Regions from separate parts of the Zea mays genome. Here region 2 is linked to region 1. Evidence: chromatin contacts called from public Hi-C data. All regions are on one chromosome and are shown on one strand. The core of a region is the stretch at or near the end of the contact, and the rest is flanking DNA. Distances in the headings are between cores, read along the strand shown.

Region 1 (4,249 bases), core at 345-2,844:
TCACCCTTTGTCTGTGCTTGAGTACAGGTGCAGAAACTGGATGAGATGGGCTAAACCTTTCCCTGAATCTAGCTAACCTGCTGCGGTTGCCTTGTAACCTTGCTTTGCTGATTTTTATTTTTACTTTGACATTTCTTTTGCAATTTCTGCTCATTCAAGGATGTTGTGTCTCTTTTGCAGGTTGTCAAGTATTCTTGGTGGCTATGTATTGCAACAATAATTTAAATTGATCATTCTGGTGAGTTTTGGTGTGCTCTTGGCCTTTTGTCAGGGTGGTACTGTGTGTCTGTGCATTTAGGTGAGATTTGCTAAGTTGCAAGTATGTCAACTTGAGTAGGAAAATTTCAATTAAAAGTATCTGAGAACTGGTAGGAAATTCGTGGCTGAAAGACATGTACGACTACCTAGCCTCTTCAACATAATCTTAGTTACAGTTCGGTAACCTGTGAACCTACTGGTAAAGATAAACATGTGCTTGTTTAAGAACCATTGTATTTTCTTCTATTGATTTTCATGATCAATTGCTGGGTTATAGATTAAATTCCATGATCAATTCCATGCTAAGTTGCAATTTCTATTGATTTTCATGATCAATTGTCTTCTATTGATCAGCAGTGCTGGGCGGGGTTGACAGAGAGTTAGATGACGCTGACGTTGTCGTGGTAGACAAGTGTGCTACTGGTGAGGGGACTGTGAAGCTCCTGGAGGAGCTGAGTTGGTGCATCCAGCTTGCCTTAGCCACCCCATTGTCGACAACTAGGTACTCACCCTCAGCACACTGGAGCGTGAGACCACATGCTGACACTCACTTGGAGGACTAAGAGATGAGGTTGGCCACAAGAAACACTGCATAGCCAGAGGTAGACCGATGGGTGTCCGAGTGCTCATGTCTAGAGGAGTGCTCGCATACGGTCGTTTTGGTAGAGCGGGAGTATTTCAACTATGGTAAATTTTAATATTTCAATATGGAGACTCCAAGAGCCGTTCCGTTCCTCTTTTGTTTGAAGCCAAACATCCAAAAAATAAGAATGAAATAGTTACATTCTCTTCCATTCAACCAAACACACCCTTAATCTGACTTACCACTCGAATGAGGTAGCAATTCATTATTACCATCTAAGCCAATGGCTATGGTAACATGCGAACAAATAGTGACGAGTACCAACAATAATAAGCAACTTCATATTTGGGGAAGATCATATATACTAAGCAACTTGAGCAAAGACAAAAAAAAAGCTAAGCCCAAAGGAAAAAAAAATATATACTTAATGAAGATCTCTGACTCTCCGTCCAATCTAGGCTCATCACAATACCGTTTGTCCTCCAGAATTAGCACAGCCCATTTTAGAAAAGGTGCTACAAGACACTGAAACGTAAAAGAGCTACCCAAATATCCAGAACGGAAAACCTATTGACCACGTCCTTTACCTCTCAAATAGACGATGCTCTTCTGCACGTCAAAATATAGCGACTCCCAACGAACACGGGCCGCCACACAACATTGAAACCATGCATCCACGTCCGTACGCAGCCATTTGATCGTCATGGTCGCTATAAATTTGCTCCCCGTCCGATTCAACAACAAGCTTGTGGCCCAAGATGGCAAATGCTCTCCTAGGTGGCCTGTGGGCGATCGTCGTCGTCGCGGTGGTCGTCGGCGTTGTCGCCACCGTCACCCACTCCGGCAAGAAGGCCGGCGACGACTTCACCGTCCCGGGGGAAGCCTCCATTGCCACGTCCGGCAAGTCGGTCGAGTCCCTGTGCGCGCCCACGTTGTACAAGGAGTCGTGTGAGAAGACGCTCTCCCAGGCCACCAATGGCACCGAGAACCCCAAGGAGGTGTTCCACAGCGTTGCCAAGGTGGCGCTGGAGTCGGTGAAAACAGCGGTCGAGCAGTCCAAGACGATCGGCGAGGCTAAGGCCAGCGACTCCATGACCGAGAGCGCGCGAGAGGACTGCAAGAAGCTCCTCGAGGACGCCGTTGACGACCTCAGGGGCATGCTCGAGATGGCCGGCGGCGACATCAAGGTGCTTATCAGCCGGTCCGACGACCTCGAGACATGGCTCACGGGCGTCATGACGTTCATGGACACCTGCATCGACGGCTTCGTCGACGAGAAGCTCAAGGCCGACATGCACACCGTGCTGCGCAACGCCACCGAGCTCAGCAGCAACGCGCTCGCCATCACCAACAGCCTCGGCGGGATCCTGAAGAAGCTGGACCTCGGCATGTTCAAGAAGGACTCGCGTCGCCGGCTCCTGTCGGAGCAGGACGAAAAAGGCTGGCCAGTGTGGATGAGGTCGCCGGAGAGAAAGCTCCTGGCGGCGGGCAACCAGCCTAAGCCGAACGCGGTGGTGGCCAAGGACGGCAGCGGCCAGTTCAAGACCATCCAGCAGGCTGTGGACGCCATGCCCAAGGGCCAGCAGGGGAGGTACGTCATCTACGTGAAGGCCGGCCTCTACGACGAGATCGTCATGGTCCCCAAGGACAAGGTCAACGTCTTCATGTACGGCGACGGGCCCAAGCAAAGCCGCGTGACCGGCCGCAAGAGCTTCGCTGACGGCATCACCACCATGAAGACCGCCACATTCTGTGAGCGAGCCTTCTTCTTCACCACCATTTTATATGTACATAGACGTGCCAGGAACTTTATGGATATGGATTGGCAGCCGTCGAGGCGTCCGGGTTCATCTGCAAGAACATGGGCTTCCACAACACGGCCGGCGCGGAGAGGCACCAGGCGGTGGCGCTCCGCGTTCAGGGAGACCTCGCGGCGTTCTACAACTGCCGGTTCGACGCGTTCCAGGACACGCTGTACGTGCACGCCCGGCGCCAGTTCTTCCGCAACTGCGTCATCTCCGGCACCATTGACTTCATCTTCGGCAACTCGGCGGCGGTGTTCCAGAACTGCCTCATCGTCACGCGGCGGCCCATGGACAACCAGCAGAACTCGGTGACCGCGCACGGCCGCACGGACCCCAACATGAAGTCGGGGCTCGTCATCCAGAACTGCCGCCTGGTGCCCGACCAGAAGCTCTTCCCCGACCGCTTCAAGATCCCCTCGTACCTGGGCCGACCCTGGAAGGAGTTCTCGCGCCTCGTCATCATGGAGAGCACCATCGCCGACTTCATCAAGCCCGAGGGCTACATGCCCTGGAACGGCGACTTCGGCATCAAGACGCTCTACTACGCCGAGTACAACAACCGCGGCCCCGGCGCCGGCACCAGCAAGAGGGTCACCTGGCCTGGGTTCCACGTCATCGGCCGGAAGGACGCCGAGCAGTTCACCGCCGGGCCGTTCATCGACGGCGGGTTGTGGCTCAAGTTCACCGGCACGCCGCACATCCTCGGGTTCAAGTTCTAAAGACCGCATGCATGGCATGGTATATACAGCACACGCTAGGGAGGTGGTACATACATGTTTGTACCTGAGGTGTCGCAGGACAGGAGGGCTAACGTTTGTACCTTTACCCTTTTTTTCTTTTCTTTTTGATTCCTTTGGTTGTTTCTCTTGGTGAAAATTTTCAGGAAACGAAAAATATTTTGGACAGTGATCTGTTGCGTCATTGATTAATGCATAGTTTGTGTGTTTTAAAAAAATCCACTGACTCTGTTGTTGCAGGGCAGCTGATCAAACCCTCAGTATTCGCCTAGGTACGTCTCAAACACCAATAACGAACGTTGTACATCAAACCAAACCATGCACCTGCTAGAACGAGAACTTGAAGACCATGTCGTGCTTGTACTCCTGTCCGGGCAACAGGGTCTGAGACGGGAACTCGGGGTGGTTCACTGCGTCCACGTACCCCATGGTCTCCAGCGTGAACCCGGCGTACTGGTCGTACACCCCGCCGCCCTTCCCCTGGGTGTGGTTGAGCCAGTTCCCGGTGTAGAGCTGCACGGTGGCCTGGTTCGCCCACAGCTCCACCGCCCTGCCGGACGCGCCGTCCCGGACCTGCGCCACGGGCCGCATCCCTTCCCCGTCGACGACGTAGTTGGCGTCGTACCCGACGACCTTCCCGCCCGTGACCTGGCGGATGCGCGCGCCGATGGGCGTGGGCGTCCGGAAGTCCAGCGGCGTGCCGGCGACGGGCGCGACGCGCCCCGACGAAGGCAGGAGCTCCTCGTCCAGCACGGCGTACCGCGACGCGTGCAGCCGGAGCTCGTGGCCCAGGACGTCCCCGCTGCCCTGCCCGCCCAGGTTCCAGTACGCGTGCAGCAGCAGGTTCACCGGCGTCGCCCTGTCCA
Region 2 (4,479 bases), core at 1,958-4,457, 260 kb after region 1:
GCAGAGCTGCTCTCGGCTCCTTTATGGCATCCAGGTTTATGACATCTCTGCCCACCTCCATGAGCAATACACAATCCTGATGCGCCTCTTGCACCTTTGGAACATCCCTTGAACCTGCATTTCTTAGGATGTCGAGAATGGCTACGTTCTGATGTAGTTGTTGCGGTGACAACATCAGAACTCACACCAAATGAAGACTCGGTCATTGCAGAGGGTTCAGGGCTAAACTGGAGGTGACGTTGAATATGCTGACTGTTGCTGGTGCTGTGCGTGAGGTTTAGAGAATCTGGGATTTCTACTTGTGTCTCGTTGACAGTAGGATTGGAGCGGGGAGCAAAGAGTAGGGATGGCATGTAACCACCCATGCTCCTTACAGTAGTAGATGTCGAAGCCTCGTCGACAATACCTAAAGAATGGAGTGCTCCATTCGGTCCTTGCAGACATTGAATTGCTCCCCCACCATCGGTGTGAAGGCCAAGCCTCAGCATCCCTGAATCAGTGAAAGTTGAACTCTGGCCTGACAATCTCTGAGCTTGTTTTGAGCCAGTGGACACTGCAGAATAAAAATTCGGTGTTGGACCCAAACCAAGGACTAACCTGCTGCCATCATCTCTCGCTGTTATGTCATTCATTATCTGTGTATTTCCATTAACATGGCTGCAACTAACAATTGCTGGGTTCAGGCCATCCATACAGAGTGTGCTTTGGCCCATGTTCTCCACCGTAGAGCTTGGCGCTGAGCATCCCACTAACACAAAGGGGTCATTCATCAGGGGCGGATGGGGGATGTCCATGAAGCCGTTATCCATCACAGTTAAGACAATATAACGATGGTGGAAAAGAAAATGAGATAAAAACCAGAGATCTCAAAGAACAGGGGGGGGGGGGGGGGGGGGGGGGCTGATGATATTTCTGCCCAGGCAGCTGCAGCGTTACTGACGATTTTTCAGACACGGACTGTAGAATAGACGAAATGAAAGAATATCAGCAGGAGTGTAGTACCAAAGCAACCACCACTGACAAACCCTGATGTGTCTGCACGGTCCATAATTATCTTGTCTATTTAGAATTTATGATCCAAAACTGCATAACTTTCCCAGCACTAAACAATATCTCTGGTGGTTGACATCTTGCATAGGCAGGAGCATCCAAATTATGTGTCTGCACAATCTTAAAGCTACAAGGAAAAAGGTAGTGTCAGATAAGATTCAGATATTAAACTATACATTAGGCATGATCTTATTTACTACTCCCTCCATTCTTTTTTATTTGTCCCGTTTTAGTTCAAAAATGAACTAGTTGGTGACAAATATTCGAGAACGGAGGTAGTAATTACTAGTGGTAGAATTTGCCGAAGCTCGAGCAAGTAAACATATGGTTGTAATGTTTACATAGGTTTAAGTAAATATAAGGTGGCAACCACATGATAGAAGAAATAGTCAAGGGCTGGTATTCGGGAAATAATATTACTTAGAACTGACCTAAAGTAATCAAAGTCAGAACCCATGAGTAACAGTATTCAACAGATTGAATTTTTTTTTGTGTGTGCACAAGATCATTTAACAGAGGTAAGTAATAAAAAAAAACTCGGCCGGGAAGGGTAAGACCACCCTCTCGGTATTTCATTAATAGAAGCCTGCGGCAACGGCCCCGGCTGAGAAACTTCTGAACCCTGTCCTCCCATCACTAACGAGCCGATTCAAGCTGCCCACTCTGCAAAGAACCTCCCAAACCCGAGGGTGGCGCACAACCAAGTTGTAGCCCGTGAGCGGATGTGGATTAGCGAGGGGATTTTTTTGTGCATGGCCAAGGTTCGAACCGTGACCTGGTGAAAGGGACCCTGCCGCCTTCACCACTGAGGTATTACCCCATCTGCCAGAGGTAGCTAATATGATTGTAATCTTTCCCGGGCATGTCACCAAAGCCGTTGGCAAACCTGGAACAATAATTTGCACAGGTGGAATCCTAAGGAATGTGTTATTTTTACAGAATTCGTTTTGTTTTCCATAACTTGGATGCTATCTTTACTAGCTAAATCCACAGAGGAGTTTTACATAGCTCTATGTGTGCTCTCTGCCAGGGTTTGATAATGATAGAATAAGCAAACCATTGTGTCATATGCACATCACATCTTTCTCAGGAATTTGGAATCACACACATGACAGGTTCATCTGAAATATCAGAATTGAGGATAGCTAAGAACAATTGAAGCTACCTAGAATTCAGCACACAAAATAGGGTTCTCAGTTCTCCATAAGTAAGAAATATAAAACGAGAGAAGCCATCAATCCATCAAAACGCGAGCTGTCAGGTTAGCTGTGTTCAAATGTCTACTTACGATGACCACGCTGAAGCTCTTCAGATTTAGAAGCCACAAAAAAATCCCGGGTAATATGAACAGACATTTATTATAAGAAGAAAACCTTTTGGGGGCTGGCAAGGATTTGCTGGCAAGAACGCAGAGATGCTTAGCAGTAACAAGGAACTCTTGACCAGAGAGTACAGCTAGCCGGGAGCAAAAGAAGTACAAAGAAGGACGTAAATCAAAGGAATTAAAAAAAAGGAAAACATGCGTCCTTTCTCTTTGTAGACATGCTTCAGAGCCCCGTACTGTCCGAATTGCAGGCACCGCAAATATTCCCAAATACAGAGGCCGCCTACTCCAGCCTAGGCCGCCTAAATCTCGCAGCTATCGTTCTCCTCGCGGAAGTGTAGGACGAGAGGGCACGGAGCCACAGACACAGCAGATCTGAACAAGCGAATAGCGACACCACCCACCATCAGATGGAACGCGGGAGGGAATTCCCCAACCACATGAGGTTCCCCGAAGAGGGACATGGCACCTTAATCCCGAAAGCTCTCGTACCCGCAACACCCTGGCGTAGTAGCATGCATGCACATCGTGGCCGAAGGAATGAAAGGAAGGAAGAGAGGAGGGATTGGGACGAGAGGAGGCGGGAGTAAAGCATCACCTCTCGCTGGGACGGCGGACGGAGGACGGGCGGCCTCGGCGGGCGAGGAGGGGAAGAGGAAATCGCTGGGAAGAGGAGAGATGGAGTGGTGTTTTGTTTTGGTGGACTACCTCCGGAGCCTCCTGTATTCTGATGAACCGAGCAGGGACCACGAAGGCTCTCCGCTTACAGGTGGAATTGGAATGCAGCTGAGACGAAACGAGGCGAGAAGCGAGATTGATATGGTAGGGTTCCTCCTCCAATCCGTCTCGGCGCGGGTGGGGTGGGGTGGGGTGGGACGGGAGGACGGCGGAATGGGTGGATGACGACGGGTTTACATGACAAGGCTGGCTCCGTGGATCGGCTCGGCGGCATCAACAACGGCTGGCTTGGCAGGCCAAGCGGCGCCCAGCTGTGAGCACTACTCTAATATAATTATTATCGCCTTTTGCTTTTGATTTGGCTTCATGCTCCTCTGACAACAGGTTGCTAGGTCGCCTGGCTTAGGGCAGCCACAATGATACTCCCTCCGGTTTCCTATTAGTTGTCGTTTAGGACAACGACACGGTCTCAAAAATATAACTTTGACTAATGTTTTTTGTTAAAATACAAATGAACTCTTAATATATTTATACTTTTATAAAAGTATTTTTTATGATAAATTAGTGTATATAAATATTAGGTTCCAAAACTAAATAACAAAATAGTTATTTGTAGTCAAAATTTTATAAGTTTGACTCGAACCTTATCCAAAACGACAACTAATAGGAAACCGGAGGGAGTATATAGGGCCTGTTTGGCATGGCTCCAGAGCAAAACTCCAAGGAGGAGCTGGCCAGAGCATGCCAAACACCCTAACTCTAGAGTTATAAACTCTATGGAGTTTTTGGAGCTGCAGTACAATTTTTTGGAGTACCTCTTTTGCTGCTCTGAAAACTCCAAAAAAGCAACCTAGTCATGGAGTTTTGAGTTATTTACCCGCCATTGCCACTGGTTATGAGAAACAATCTAAACTCTGGAGCAGAGCTGCTCCACCCAGAGTTTTAGAGTAGAGCTGCTCTGGGGTGGAGCAGAGCCATGCCAAACACACCCATAGATAGCACAATTTCTATAGCAACATTTATATCATCTATATATTATATTAAAGTAAATCTTTGCAATGTAGTAGATACTTATAGCTATTTCTAATACGTACATATACTCTCTATACCACCTCGGTTTCAACGGTAGCTCTGTCCCCTCTGGCAGGACGTTATCTACAAGTTTCCTTGGCGTAGTCCCGGCTTTTATTAAAGATTGCTCCTCCCCGGCCCGCCTATAAATCCACCAGTTTACGTTTACAGTTTACGCTTCCTCTCTTGCTTTACATTTCGTTTACAGAATTGCAGCCGCTGTAATCGGGCTATAAAAGCCGCTCGTTCGAAGAAAGCGAAAGTGTATTAGTTCTGAGATCGATGTATGATCCGCCTAATTCATATGATATGAAATAACGAATGTGAAATAACGCTTCCAGATTAAGTAATCTGCC

Evidence for each region. Hi-C and Micro-C count contacts between places; a contact is called where the count stands out from the background.
Region 2: a contact with region 1 is called in a Hi-C map of bundle sheath, with 3 times the contacts expected there. The contact joins the promoter of LOC100383912 here to the promoter of LOC107546770 in region 1. A contact is called at or near these places in 5 of 25 Hi-C or Micro-C datasets (bundle sheath, ear, leaf and 2 more).

Annotation. Positions count from the first base shown.
Region 1 is chr2:44,178,462-44,182,710 of Zm-B73-REFERENCE-NAM-5.0, forward strand. LOC107546770 (Pectinesterase 5) reads left to right here and starts at 1,595. Exons shown (of 2, transcript NM_001322852.1): 1 at 1,595-2,593; 2 at 2,671-3,601. The coding sequence starts at 1,600. The coding sequence ends at 3,365. LOC100383094 (Galactose mutarotase-like superfamily protein) reads right to left here. Exons shown (of 5, transcript NM_001175765.1): 5 at 3,595-4,249. The coding sequence ends at 3,711. It also overlaps a transcript of LOC100273682 not described here.
Region 2 is chr2:44,433,415-44,437,893 of Zm-B73-REFERENCE-NAM-5.0, forward strand. It overlaps LOC100383912, which reads right to left and starts at 3,208. Exons shown (of 2, transcript NM_001394903.1): 1 at 2,973-3,208; 2 at 1-1,177. The coding sequence starts at 809.